2 separate regions of the Zea mays genome follow, and region 1 is linked to region 2. The links are chromatin contacts, called in public Hi-C maps. All regions are on one chromosome and are shown on one strand. Each heading gives the region's core, a stretch centred on a gene start, on an enhancer-like site or on the middle of the called end of the contact. The rest is flanking DNA. Distances are from core to core; before and after follow the strand shown. Region 1 holds the start of LOC100381576. Region 2 holds the start of LOC100194220 (putative RING/U-box superfamily protein).

Region 1 (5,739 bases), core at 1,413-3,912, 140 kb before region 2:
TCTCGTGACACAAAAAACTGCACACCATTTTTGGCGGCCGAACCCTGGTCGCCGAAAATAGTAAGTAACTTTTGGAGGTTGTGAGTGGTCGACTGGCCGCAAAAAATAAGGTTATTTTTAGCGGCTAAGTTCTATGGCCGCCCAAAATAACCTTATTTTCGACGGCATGCGTTCCGGCTGCCAAAAATAATGAATTTTAACGTGACACAACACCCTTTCTTCTCTCTTTCCTCTCTTCCCTTCTCACTCCCTCCTCTCTCCTGATGTCGCACCTGCTACCGAAAGGCTCATTTTGGCGGTTTATGGCCACCGAAAATGGCTTCTGTTATTGTAGTGTGAACCAACATGTCGCCGTGGTTTTATTTGGCACGTGTGTGCAAACCAATTGGCCGCTGCTGGCTTTCTTGTGTGTGGTAATGCTGGCACCGAAATAAACTAGGCGTTAGCGTTAGCTTGTGGATGAAACAATAGCTAGTTTGTATCCATACCATGACTATCTGCATGGTCAACAACCAAAGTCTTGTTAGGGCTGCTACGAACATCGATTAGAGAACAAGTATTTTTTATGAGAATCAGATTTAGAAGGTAGCCTCAATGCATTGCTATACCATATATGAATGCCATGTTCTCGTACTTCCTATTTTAGATCAGTCTCAATATACATACATGGTTTTCATGGTAGACACCCATTTCCATGTACAACCTAGAGACTCTAGAACGGTTTTCTAAATCAAAGAGACAGGTAAGAGACTACATAATACAACCCTAAGCCTCTAGACCATAATATAGTAAAGAGACAATAAATATAGAAAGTCATGACGAGACATGCTCTTATCTTGAGTTTTTTCACTTAACTTTCTAGAAACCCCTTAAGAGACACCTCAATTAATGGGGTTGTACATGCCCTAAATTGGCTACTCATCTCTCAACATACTCAAAGATAAAAAAATAATAGAGGTTGAAAACATTAGCTTTAATGATGAAAACATCATGTGTTCAAGCAATCTTCTCAAAGAGTACCAATTGCCAACTAGAGAAAATACATGTGTCGGATACAAATATATCTGCAATATGATGATCTGTACATTAACATAAATAAACACTTTTGTAGCCAAAAAGATATTATTTCACCGTTGAGCCGATGAAATATGGTATGCAGATGCACAAGTTGGGATGAAAATAAATATTTATTCAAACATCATTTTTTGGTATTTTCTCTTTTACTGTGAATAAATAGGATATATAATCTGCTATGCAAATTTATATTTTTATTTTTAACATTGAGCTTATGAAGATTCATAAAAATAAATATCAAATTTATCATATTTTTTTCAAACAATAGATATAAAATTCGGATATAATTTGGATACAATTACATATATTTTTTCATTTTTTGTTGCAAGAGCAAATATCGTATAAATTAATTTATGCAAAAATTTATTCTTATTTATAATAAGTGTGTTTGATAATATAAGAAATGATCTATTTTAAAATATGAAATTTATCTTAACAATTTGGATACCTATTTAATCCATAGCACAACATCTTTCAGCCAAGTATATCTTCTATATATACAATTTTTTCTGGAACAGCAAGCTATAGTATCTAAGAAAGAGAACATATTCTATATCGTGTCATGATCAAACTTAGTACACGCCTGAAAAGCTGGGTAGGTGTGCTGGGTGCGCCTACCACAAACCCGCCTCGTTCAAAAATTGAAACCGGTGATGCGCCAGAAAGCGATGGAGAGAGGGAGGAAAACCGGGCAAGAGAAAGGAGTTATTTTAATGGGTACGAGGAAGGGTGACGTGGCAGCAGGGAAAACTTACAGTATCCGGCTCCCAAAATGACCGTTCTACCCCTCACCGTCCCCACGATCATCGTGGGCCCCGCAGCCACCCCCAGATGCTCCGCTTCCCATGCGCCGAATGACGGAAACAACCCTCCCTGGCTGGCAAGCGACCGCGCGACCGCCGCTTTCCCGCTTCTGCCCTCCCCGAGAAAAATCACGAGGTTGCCCTTGGAGACCTGATGCGACAGTGGTAGACGCGTAAATATAGTGGCTGCTAGGAGGGCGTCACCGTAATTGCTCGGGTTGTCTGGGTTGCTATATATGCAGAGACTGCTCGAGGGGGCTATAAAACGCGGTCCGAAAAACCCCGAAACGGGTGAGGAGAAAACAGAGAGCGAGAGAAGTTCTCGGAGAGAGAAACTAAGCGAGCGAGATAAAAGAAGCGAAACGCGGGCAGCTGTTGCTGAGGCGTGGAGACGGAGGCGGCGGCGCGGCCGAACCCTAGCCGACGGCGGCGCGTTTGAGGCGGGACCCTCTGCAGGCGACGCCTGGCGGCCGGATTCGAGCTGCCGGCGTCGGCAGCTTCAGATCGGCGGTCGCGCCGACGGAATCGGCGGGGATCCCGGCGGGATGGGCGCGGCGAGGCCCGTGCTCTGGTCGTGAGTTTGCTTGGTTCGTGGGTTCTGGCTCTGGGCTCCCGAGCAAGGTTTTGAGCTCGGTGTAGCCGCTTGCTTGCTGAGTTGCTGCTGTCGCTTTTTGGGCGGTTTGAAGCGGGTTTTTGCGGGGGGTTTGGGAGGGATCTGCCGGGAAGGCCCGAGGTTTAGGCCGGTTTTTGAGAGCTGGAGGCTCCGGCCGGGATCGGGGGAGCCATGTCGTCTCTTAGCAGGGAGCTGGTTTTCCTCATCCTGCAGTTCCTCGACGAGGAGAAGTTCAAAGAGACGGTCCACAAGTGAGTGCAGGCCATGACCATGAATGGCTTTTTTTCGAGGCCTTGCTTTGCTGGATTTCTGATCCCTTTTGCGGTTGCCTCTGCAGGTTGGAGCAGGAGTCGGGCTTCTACTTCAACATGAAGCACTTCGAGGACCTCGTGCAGGGCGGCGAGTGGGACGAGGTGGAGAAGTACCTCAGCGGCTTCACCAAGGTGGAGGACAACCGCTACTCCATGAAGATCTTCTTTGAGATCCGCAAGCAAAAGTACCTCGAGGCCCTTGATAGGTGACTGACCCATCGCTAAGCTACTCTTGGTCCCTTGTCGTTGTCAAGGTTGTTTTTTTTGCTGAATTTGCTGTCGGTGTCACAGGCATGACAGAGCCAAGGCTGTGGAGATTCTCGTGAAGGATCTTAAGGTATTCGCCTCCTTCAATGAGGAGCTGTTCAAGGAGATAACGCAGCTGCTGACCTTGGAGAATTTCAGGTTCGGTAACTTTCTGTTCAGAAGAAAAATGTTTAGTGCATTGGGCCGGGGCGGATGTGATTGTGTATTAATGATCAACAGGCAAAATGAGCAGCTGTCCAAGTATGGGGACACAAAGTCAGCCCGGAATATCATGCTTTTGGAGCTCAAAAAGCTCATTGAAGCAAACCCTCTGTTCCGGGACAAGCTGAATTTCCCACCATTCAAAGCTTCCAGACTTCGCACATTGATCAATCAAAGGTGTTGATTGTTTGATTTTGATATGTTTAGTCACACATATAGACTTCCTTAAAATATCAGGTTACGATTTGTGAATATAAATTCTATGATGTTCTTTGGTCTAAATTTAATTAGATTGTATGGTAGCATTTAATTTTCTATGTGCACAATTGGTATAAATCAAATAGTTCAATTATGTAACTGCTACTTGTGTAGGTTTACTATTTTTTAAATCTTCTTTCTGGTTATTCTGGTGCCAAATAATGTCTTTCTTTGAGTTCCCTTAGTAATTATGATGGATAAGGTGTCAGTTAAATGTAGTCAATGCTTCCTTTGTTCTTTTGTCTTGTTGAAGTTTTATTGCTTCTGGTTGTTCATCACTACAGAATCTTCTTGATATGGTTCTTCCTTTTCGGATTGTTTCATGTGATTTGCACATCTCTACCTGTTTATCCCAAGTAACCAGCTTTTATCGACAATGTGCAAAGAAATGGTCTCTTTATAGTGGCCCTAGCTTTAGATGCTTATGCTATAGCAGATACCATCCCTTTTCTTATTGTAAGGTCATGTCCATAAATGCCACAATTGGGATTTCTCTACTTGTTATGCCTACAAATCTAACAATGCTTTCAGAAGCACATTTCGTGCATGTAAAAGATGAGGCTAACTGGGTTTTCTTTCTAATGCCTTTCAGTCTGAACTGGCAACATCAGCTTTGCAAGAACCCCAGACCAAACCCTGACATCAAGACACTCTTCACTGATCACTCTTGTGCTGCTCCTACCAATGGAGCAAGAGCACCTCCACCTGCCAATGGTCCACTTGGATCCATCCCTAAGTCAGCTGGATTTCCACCAATGGGTGCTCATGCTGTAAGTATTGTCACAATTAGGCCATTTAACTTATCCTGACTATCGATTGCTTATATGGCATCGATCTTGCAGCCATTTCAACCTGTGGTGTCGCCATCTCCAAACGCAATTGCAGGTTGGATGACAAATGCCAACCCCTCTTTGCCTCATGCTGCTGTTGCACAAGGGCCACCTGGTCTCGTTCAGGCTCCAAACACAGGTATGTTGAAAGTAATTCTGATAAATGGTGGTTGTTGCTGGTTGCAGTGTTTGGTCCTTTCTGAACTGGCTGTTTGCTCTCAGCGGCATTTCTAAAGCATCCTAGAACCCCTACAAGTGCACCTGGTATTGATTACCAATCTGCAGATTCAGAACATCTCATGAAAAGAATGCGGGTTGGACAACCAGATGAGGTATTAGACGAACTCAAGACTGATTTGTGTTTGACCTCATTTTTTTTCTGTAATTTACATAATCAAACAAGCTATGATTCATTGAAACTATGACAGGTATCTTTCTCTGGTGCAAGCCATCCTGCCAATATGTACACACAAGAAGACCTTCCCAAACAAGTTTCTCGTACCCTTAATCAGGGTTCTAATGTTATGAGCCTGGATTTCCACCCCGTTCAACAAACCATTCTTTTAGGTACTCGCTGCAAACATGTCCCTTGATTATTGAACTGTTACTTTGGTAACTGTCCATTATATTTACAGTTTCCTGACCTAAACAGTTGGAACAAATGTTGGTGACATTGCGGTGTGGGAAGTTGGTTCACGGGAAAGGATAGCTCACAAGACTTTCAAAGTTTGGGATATTGGTTCCTGTACCTTGCCTTTGCAGGTGACTACTTCAGTTATTGTGTATGAGCTTTGTGCAGCTGGAAGCAGCTTGGTGCCTTGAATGGTAGTTTTTTATCGACAATTTGTTGTTCTGCAGGCTTCGCTGATGAAAGATGCTGCAGTATCTGTCAATAGATGTCTGTGGAGCCCTGATGGAACTATTCTAGGTATGGTAGTGTTTCTTTCAATGCTATTATTTGCATTTGGTTGTGCTCTTGTTAAAATAAGACGCTATCCATTATGGTATACTTGGGAGTGTTCTATTTTTTAATCTCGATATTGATGTTGTTTCATAATTGTGGTGTTCTATTTTGTTTGGATCTTAAATGGAGATATTTAATTCCACCAGCTGCTTTTTCCAGGTGTTGCTTTCTCGAAGCATATTGTTCAGACATATACTTTTGTACCTAATGGAGATTTACGGCAGCAAGCAGAGGTGTGTGCACATATATTCTAATACTGATTGTAAATACTAACTGCTTTAAGGTCCCTAACTCTTGGAATTACAGATTGACGCACACATCGGTGGGGTTAATGATATAGCCTTCTCTCACCCTAATAAAACTCTATCTATCATCACATGTGGTGATGATAAACTCATCAAGGTGAGGATATTGTGTG
Region 2 (6,158 bases), core at 1,872-4,371:
CTTGAGCAGATACTGTTCAGCTGCGAGGATAAAGGAACCTGGAAATTTCCGTGGAGAAGGCTCCAACTTTTTTTTTTCTACCTCATCAATTAGTTTAACTACATTGGGATTCAGGTTAGAAGTCTACATACTGGTTAAGTGCTCATCCGGGTACAACATCGTGTTTTTTTTCTTTGAACTTCTGTTGCTCTTTTAGAGCTTGTAGTTTGATCTTGTGGACCTTCTACATCTGCTTGCTTTATAAATAATTCTGCACCAAGCTGTTCTTGTTCTCCAGTAGTGAGATGGTTTTCCGTAAGAAAATGTGAACAGCTAGTGGGTCACAAAGAATGCCATCAGCATTATCATGAGGCTGTGTGGTGGGTGCAGTGTTTCTGAATGTTCAGGTTGGCAAATGGCATACGAATGGAAAATGCCCCACTGATTTGATCAACTCCATCTGCCATATAAATCTCTTTTGGGCTGATTATAGGTGTGAGTGCTGCATGAAAGGTTCTGCTGAAATTAGGAGCCCTTTTCTCTTTTTTGAGCCTGACACCGGTTGTGGCAATTTTATGTGCTAATAAATAGCCAGTGGCATAACAAGGCAACATGGTTTTTTTTTTGGTATGGTTACTCTTGTGCTGCTCAGTCACAGCGACATTAGCAATTGGAGCAGAAACAGAGACCCAAGCAGAAGTCAGTATAGTGTTTCTACGCTAGAATAGTTTGCTAACAGGACACGCTTACAATGATGAAGTAATGTAACTATGTTGGAAACTCGGGAATAGCGACATCAGATAAGTTATAATGGCATATCAGAACAGAAACAGAGGCTCAATCAGAAAATATATTCCCAACATGCTGGGACTGGGACTGACATTTCGACTCGTTTTGCCTGGCAAACGAGCGATGGCATGTACTACATTCCTAGTATATTATTAACCATGAGATGTTAATCATGGTGATAACTAACATTTTGATGCATGATCTGTAGCTCTCTTTTTTTCTTACTGAAGGGAGTGCCAACACTCTGCTCCCTACTGCTGTGGCCTCCTCCTTGTCCTTCTTATGGCTGCGGACTCCGAATGCCTCGACCGCCTACTTGGCCCAGGCTCGCCCAGCACAACAGCCGGTGGTGGTTGTTGAGGAGCTGCATGAACAACCTGCTCACCGTTGCCGCCATTGGAGTGTGGCGGCTGGATCGGATCGCTGCCCTCAGGGGCAGCATTGCCCGCGTTCACCACCGCGGAGCGCGACGCGTTGCTACCCTGCCTTCGCTGCCTCCGAGCGCTACCAGCCCGTTGCCGGCCTGCGGGAACCGAGGTCACGATGCCCTGGTTCTGGATCATCTCCCTCAGCACCGCGGCGATCCCTCTGGCGTCCGTCGCCGTCTGCAGCTGCTGCCTCAGGCTGTCCCTCCGGTTCGCTTGCGGCCTGGGCGGCAGGTCGGGGACGGCGGAGGAGCCGGAGTCCCCTTCTTCGTCGCCGCCTCTCCCGTAGATCGGTGTGATGCTCGTTAGCAACACCTCGCCCTTGCAGACGGGGCAGTCGCAGAAGGGCGACTGCGCGTGCAGCCACCGGTACAGGCACGGCCAGCAGAAGAGGTGGCCGCAGGACGTGACCACCGGCTGCTTGGCCCGCTCGAGGCAGATGTTGCACTCGAAGCTGGAGTCGCAGTTGCAGTCACAGGACCCGTCCTTCTCTGCGGCGTCGCTTCCACGCACCTTGTCGCCGCCGCCATCCGGATCTGCTGCTGCTTCGAAAGCGCTTTGTGTGTGTTGCATTGCCATGACCAGGCTACCCGCATCCGTGCTAGCTGCCACTTGAGTGTGGCTCGCTGGTCCTGACCTCACGATGTTGTGCTGCTGGCTGATCCGTATCGCCCTCAGGAACCGGAGCTCCCCTGCTTCACTTGCAGTCGCACCTTGAGTGGACTGCCCAAGTACGCTCGTGCCGACCATCTCCAGTCCACCAGCAGCAGCAGCAGCCGCCGCCACCCGGCTAGGGTGCACAGGCCTTGGTACCGCAAGATCGTCCCCGTCCAGCCCAGTGGCAGCCATCAGAAACTGCGGCCCAGAGACACCATGACCATCCACCGGCGTTGGAGCCGGCGCCGACAGCGCAGGAGCATCGGTGTACTCTTCACCGCTGCCGTCGAGCCAGGAGTACACTAAGGGATCAAACACCGGGTGCTCCTCCGGGTCCGGGGCGAAGAGCGCGTTCGACGGCGAGTAGGCCGCCGCCGCCGCCGCCGCCGGGGCGAGCGGTTCCTCGGGCTCGCGTGTCCTTGGAGCGTCCAGCGCGGCACCGGGACCCGAGTGGGACACCCACGTCGTTCGGGAAGGCGCCGAGGTGTCGAGCCAGAGTCGAGGCGGCGACAGCGGCGGGAGGCCCACGTACAGGTTCAGATCCATGCGCCTCCTGGCCCTGCTGCTCTCCGCCGCCTCCTTCCCCGCCATGCCCGCGTAGTCGCAGTCGCAGCAGCGCGGCGCCCAGTCGCTCTGGCGCCGATTAAATGATTAATACAGTACACACCTGCAGGACCCCACCCATGGACGAGACACCAGTCAAAAACAGGAAGAGCGAGCGAGCCTCCCCCTACTCCGAGAATGGCACAATGCCGGAGGTCAGGATCCAAATGGGGTCCAGCAAAATCGAACCTCCGGCACGAACCTATGGAGACTTCACCGGAATTTGGCGGCGCCGGAGGAGGGCCGAGGTTCTCTCAGGCCCCACCATCAGCGGCGATAGCGGTGGGGAGGAGCGTCCGAAACTGGTTCCAGGAGTGAATCATTTTTATTAAAAAAATAGAGTTTTACCCCTGCTTTTTTTTTCTAAAAAATGCACATTAACTGAAACAAGACTGGGGATACCACTTCAGCGAAAAAGGAAGGATCACAATTCACAAACTAATAATCCTAATGAAGAAACCCTAAATTTCAAACATGTCCCAAAGCTCCACCACTTGCAACCAACGACATGGAAGCGATGGGATTTGAGTTATGTATTCCTTACAGAGTTCAATGCGGTCGGAGACTCGAGAGTGGGCCCGGACTGTCAAGACCACGGCACAGGAGAAAGTGAGGAACCGGGGGGGAGGGGGAGTCAGAGACTGACACTTGGTTTTACTTCTCTTGTGTTTGGTGGTGGTGCCCTGAGGCCCGCTGGTGCCCCCGTTTTATAGCATGGAAATCATTTATTTTTGAATCAAAAAAGATTTGATCGCATTGATTATTAGAAGGTATTTTGGCAGATATTATATTTATACTATCTAGAGATATAATATCTTAGAGATAGAGATACTTCGGTGCTTGTTGTAGCGCGAGCAGGCTTCCTCCTCGTTTCGTCGCCAAAATGAGCGAGCATGAATATAGATCGCTAGAGGGTTTAACTATGGCAAAGTCACCGACTAGATACTCTGTACAGCACGGTAAATTCTGGTTTCGAGTAGATGAGTAGAATCATTAGTCGTGCCCTTAAGCCTCCATTTCTGGTTTCGAGCGACAAACATGTACGTATATACCATCAGTCATACCGAAAAATTCTCCGTTTTTTGTTCTCGACAACAACACGACAATCATAGAAGTAACGTCATTAGTCGTGCCTAAAATCCTTTGTTTTGACTTTCGACGACACAACCCGACAAACATGTACGTAGATGCCATTAGTCATACCGGAAATTCTCCGTTTCTGGTCTCGACAACAACACGACAAACATGTACGTAGATGTCATTAGTTAAACTGGAAAATTCTCCGTTTTTTATCTCGACAACAACACGACAAGGATAGAAGTAACGTCATTAGTCGTGCCTAAAATTCTCTATTTTGAGTTTCGACGACAACACGACAAACATGTACGTAGATGTCATTAGTCATACCGGAAATTCTCCGTTTCTAGTCTCGACAACAACACGACAAACATAGAAGTTACATCATTAGTCGTGTCTAAAGTCCTCTGGTTTGAGTTTCGACAACAACACGACAAACGTGTACGTAGATATCATTAGTCATATCATAAAATTCTCCGTTTCTGGCTTTGACAACAACATGACAAGCATAGAAGTAATGTCATTGGTCGTGCCTAAAATCCTCTGTTTTGAGTTTCGACAACAACACGACAAACATATAAGTAGATATCATTAGTCATACCGGAAAATTCTCGGTTTCTGGTCTCGACAACAACACGACAAACATAGAAGTAACATCATTAGTCGTGCCTAAAGTCCTCTGGTTTGAGTTTCGACAACAACACGACAAACATGTACTTAGATATCATTAGCCATACCGGGAAATTCTCTATTTCTGGTCTCGACAACAACACGACAAGCATATGAGTAACGTCATTATTCGTGCATATAATCCTTCGTTTTGAGTTTCGACAACAACACGACAAACATGTACGTAGATGTCATTAGTCATACTGGAAAATTCTCCGTTTCTGGCTTCGACAACAACATGACAAGCATAGAAGTAACGTCATTAGTCGTGCCTAAATCCTCTGTTTTTAGTTTCGACAACAACACGACAAACATGTACGTAGATGTCATTAGTCATACTCGAAATCATTTGTGTCAAGTCTCGACAACAACACGACAAGCAAGTGTGTGGCATCATTAATCAAACACAAAAACCTTTGGTTTCTACTTTCGACAAGAACATTATAGGAAGGTATGCAACATCATCAGCCGTATCCAAAATCCTCTCTTTTGAGTTATAACAAGTAGGTGTGTAGCATCATTCGTCTTACCCAAATTTCTTTGTTCCTAGTTTCAACAACAACACGACAAGCATATAAGTAACGTCATTAGTCATACCTAAAATTCTTTGTTTTGAGTTTTGACAACAACATGACAAGCAGGTGCACATCATCATTAGTCATACATGAAATCATTTGTGTCAAGTCTCGACAACGACACGACAAGAAAGTGCGTGGTAGCATTAATCATACCCAAAAACCTTTGGTTTCTACTTTCGACAACAACACTATAATAATATGTCCAACATCATTAGTTGTATCCAAAATCCTCTTTCAAGTTATGACAAGAACACGACAAGTAGGTGTGTGGCATCATTCGTCATACCCAAATTCCTCTGTTCTGAGTTTCAACAACAACACGACAAGCATGTACGTAACATCATTAATCATATCTAGAATCATTTGTTTTGAGTTTCAACAACAACACGACAAGCAAGTGTGTAGCATCATTAGTCATATCCAAACGTCAAGTTCACTACTAGCCCCCATGTTATAAGTGCAACACGACAAGCCGAGGCTTTTGTATATCTCTAATGTAGTAACGTCTTGACAAGACAGAGCTTACATGCTAGTTTTCATCCTAATAGCAATGTGATAAGAGGAGGACATACACGTAGCATAAAGTTTTTCAATGATGAGTTCCTATCCTGAGCTCCCCCATTTTTGTACACGACCAACGAGGGTGTATGGGCCTTGTAAAATTGTTTGGTACAACAAGACATCAACGCGCCCCTCTCCAATTCTGACCCCAAGCATTTTGCATCACCCATCATCAGACAAGAATACCACCCATAACCACGTTTATGGTCTCCTCTTTCTTCTTCAAGTACTTCACCCAACCAAAAACAACTCCTAATTTCATTTATTTTTTTCCTTCAATGATGAGGCATGTGCTCCAACTAATTTTATTACTAGTTACCAGCATGCTTATGATCAAATAAGAGGATGTCTAATCTTATTACTTGTTAATGGTGTGTGTTCTAGTTGCATGGAATTAATATGAGTGATAAAGAGTGTGGGAGGGTGGGAGAAAGAAAGTTGGAGAGGGAAAATGAGTGTCCCTAACCATGTCCATTATTGCATCTATGGTTGACTTGACTTTAATTGTGGGTGTCGTGGATATTCTTAGAACCGACAGATGTGTAAAAATAAGGAATCAAACATGTTTCCTTATTTTTTGTCTGATTCAACAACTTTAAACATGATATCAAAGTCTCTGCATACCATCTATAAGGGTGAGAAATGATCATATCATAGAGTGAGTGCAAAAAAACATACTAAAGAAATATGCATTAAAAACAAGTGTGTAGCATAATTGGTCGTATCCAAAATCATTTGTTTCAAATGTTGTCAACAAAATGACAAGTAGGTGCATATCATCATTAGTCGTATCCAAAATCTTATGTTTAGAGTTTGTCGG

Evidence for each region. A called contact is a pair of places that touch in the nucleus more often than the background predicts.
Region 1: a Hi-C map of leaf shows a contact between it and region 2, with 4 times the contacts expected there. The contact joins the promoter of LOC100381576 here to the promoter of LOC100194220 in region 2. A contact is called at or near these places in 19 of 25 Hi-C or Micro-C datasets (bundle sheath, ear, endosperm and 5 more) and 2 of 3 datasets of contacts at active chromatin or transcription factors (leaf and seedling).

Annotation. Positions count from the first base shown.
Region 1 is chr10:77,878,162-77,883,900 of Zm-B73-REFERENCE-NAM-5.0, reverse strand. It overlaps LOC100381576, which reads left to right and starts at 2,662. Exons shown (of 25, transcript NM_001174401.2): 1 at 2,662-2,741; 2 at 2,828-3,007; 3 at 3,093-3,206; 4 at 3,288-3,446; 5 at 4,120-4,297; 6 at 4,370-4,496; 7 at 4,580-4,689; 8 at 4,786-4,924; 9 at 5,010-5,119; 10 at 5,216-5,285; 11 at 5,481-5,554; 12 at 5,628-5,723. The coding sequence starts at 2,662.
Region 2 is chr10:77,737,768-77,743,925 of Zm-B73-REFERENCE-NAM-5.0, reverse strand. It overlaps LOC100194220 (putative RING/U-box superfamily protein), which reads right to left and starts at 3,121. Exons shown (of 2, transcript NM_001139261.1): 1 at 2,998-3,121; 2 at 782-2,517. The coding sequence starts at 2,441. The coding sequence ends at 1,020. LOC103641252 (pentatricopeptide repeat-containing protein, mitochondrial-like) reads left to right here. Exons shown (of 2, transcript XM_008664615.4): 2 at 1-276.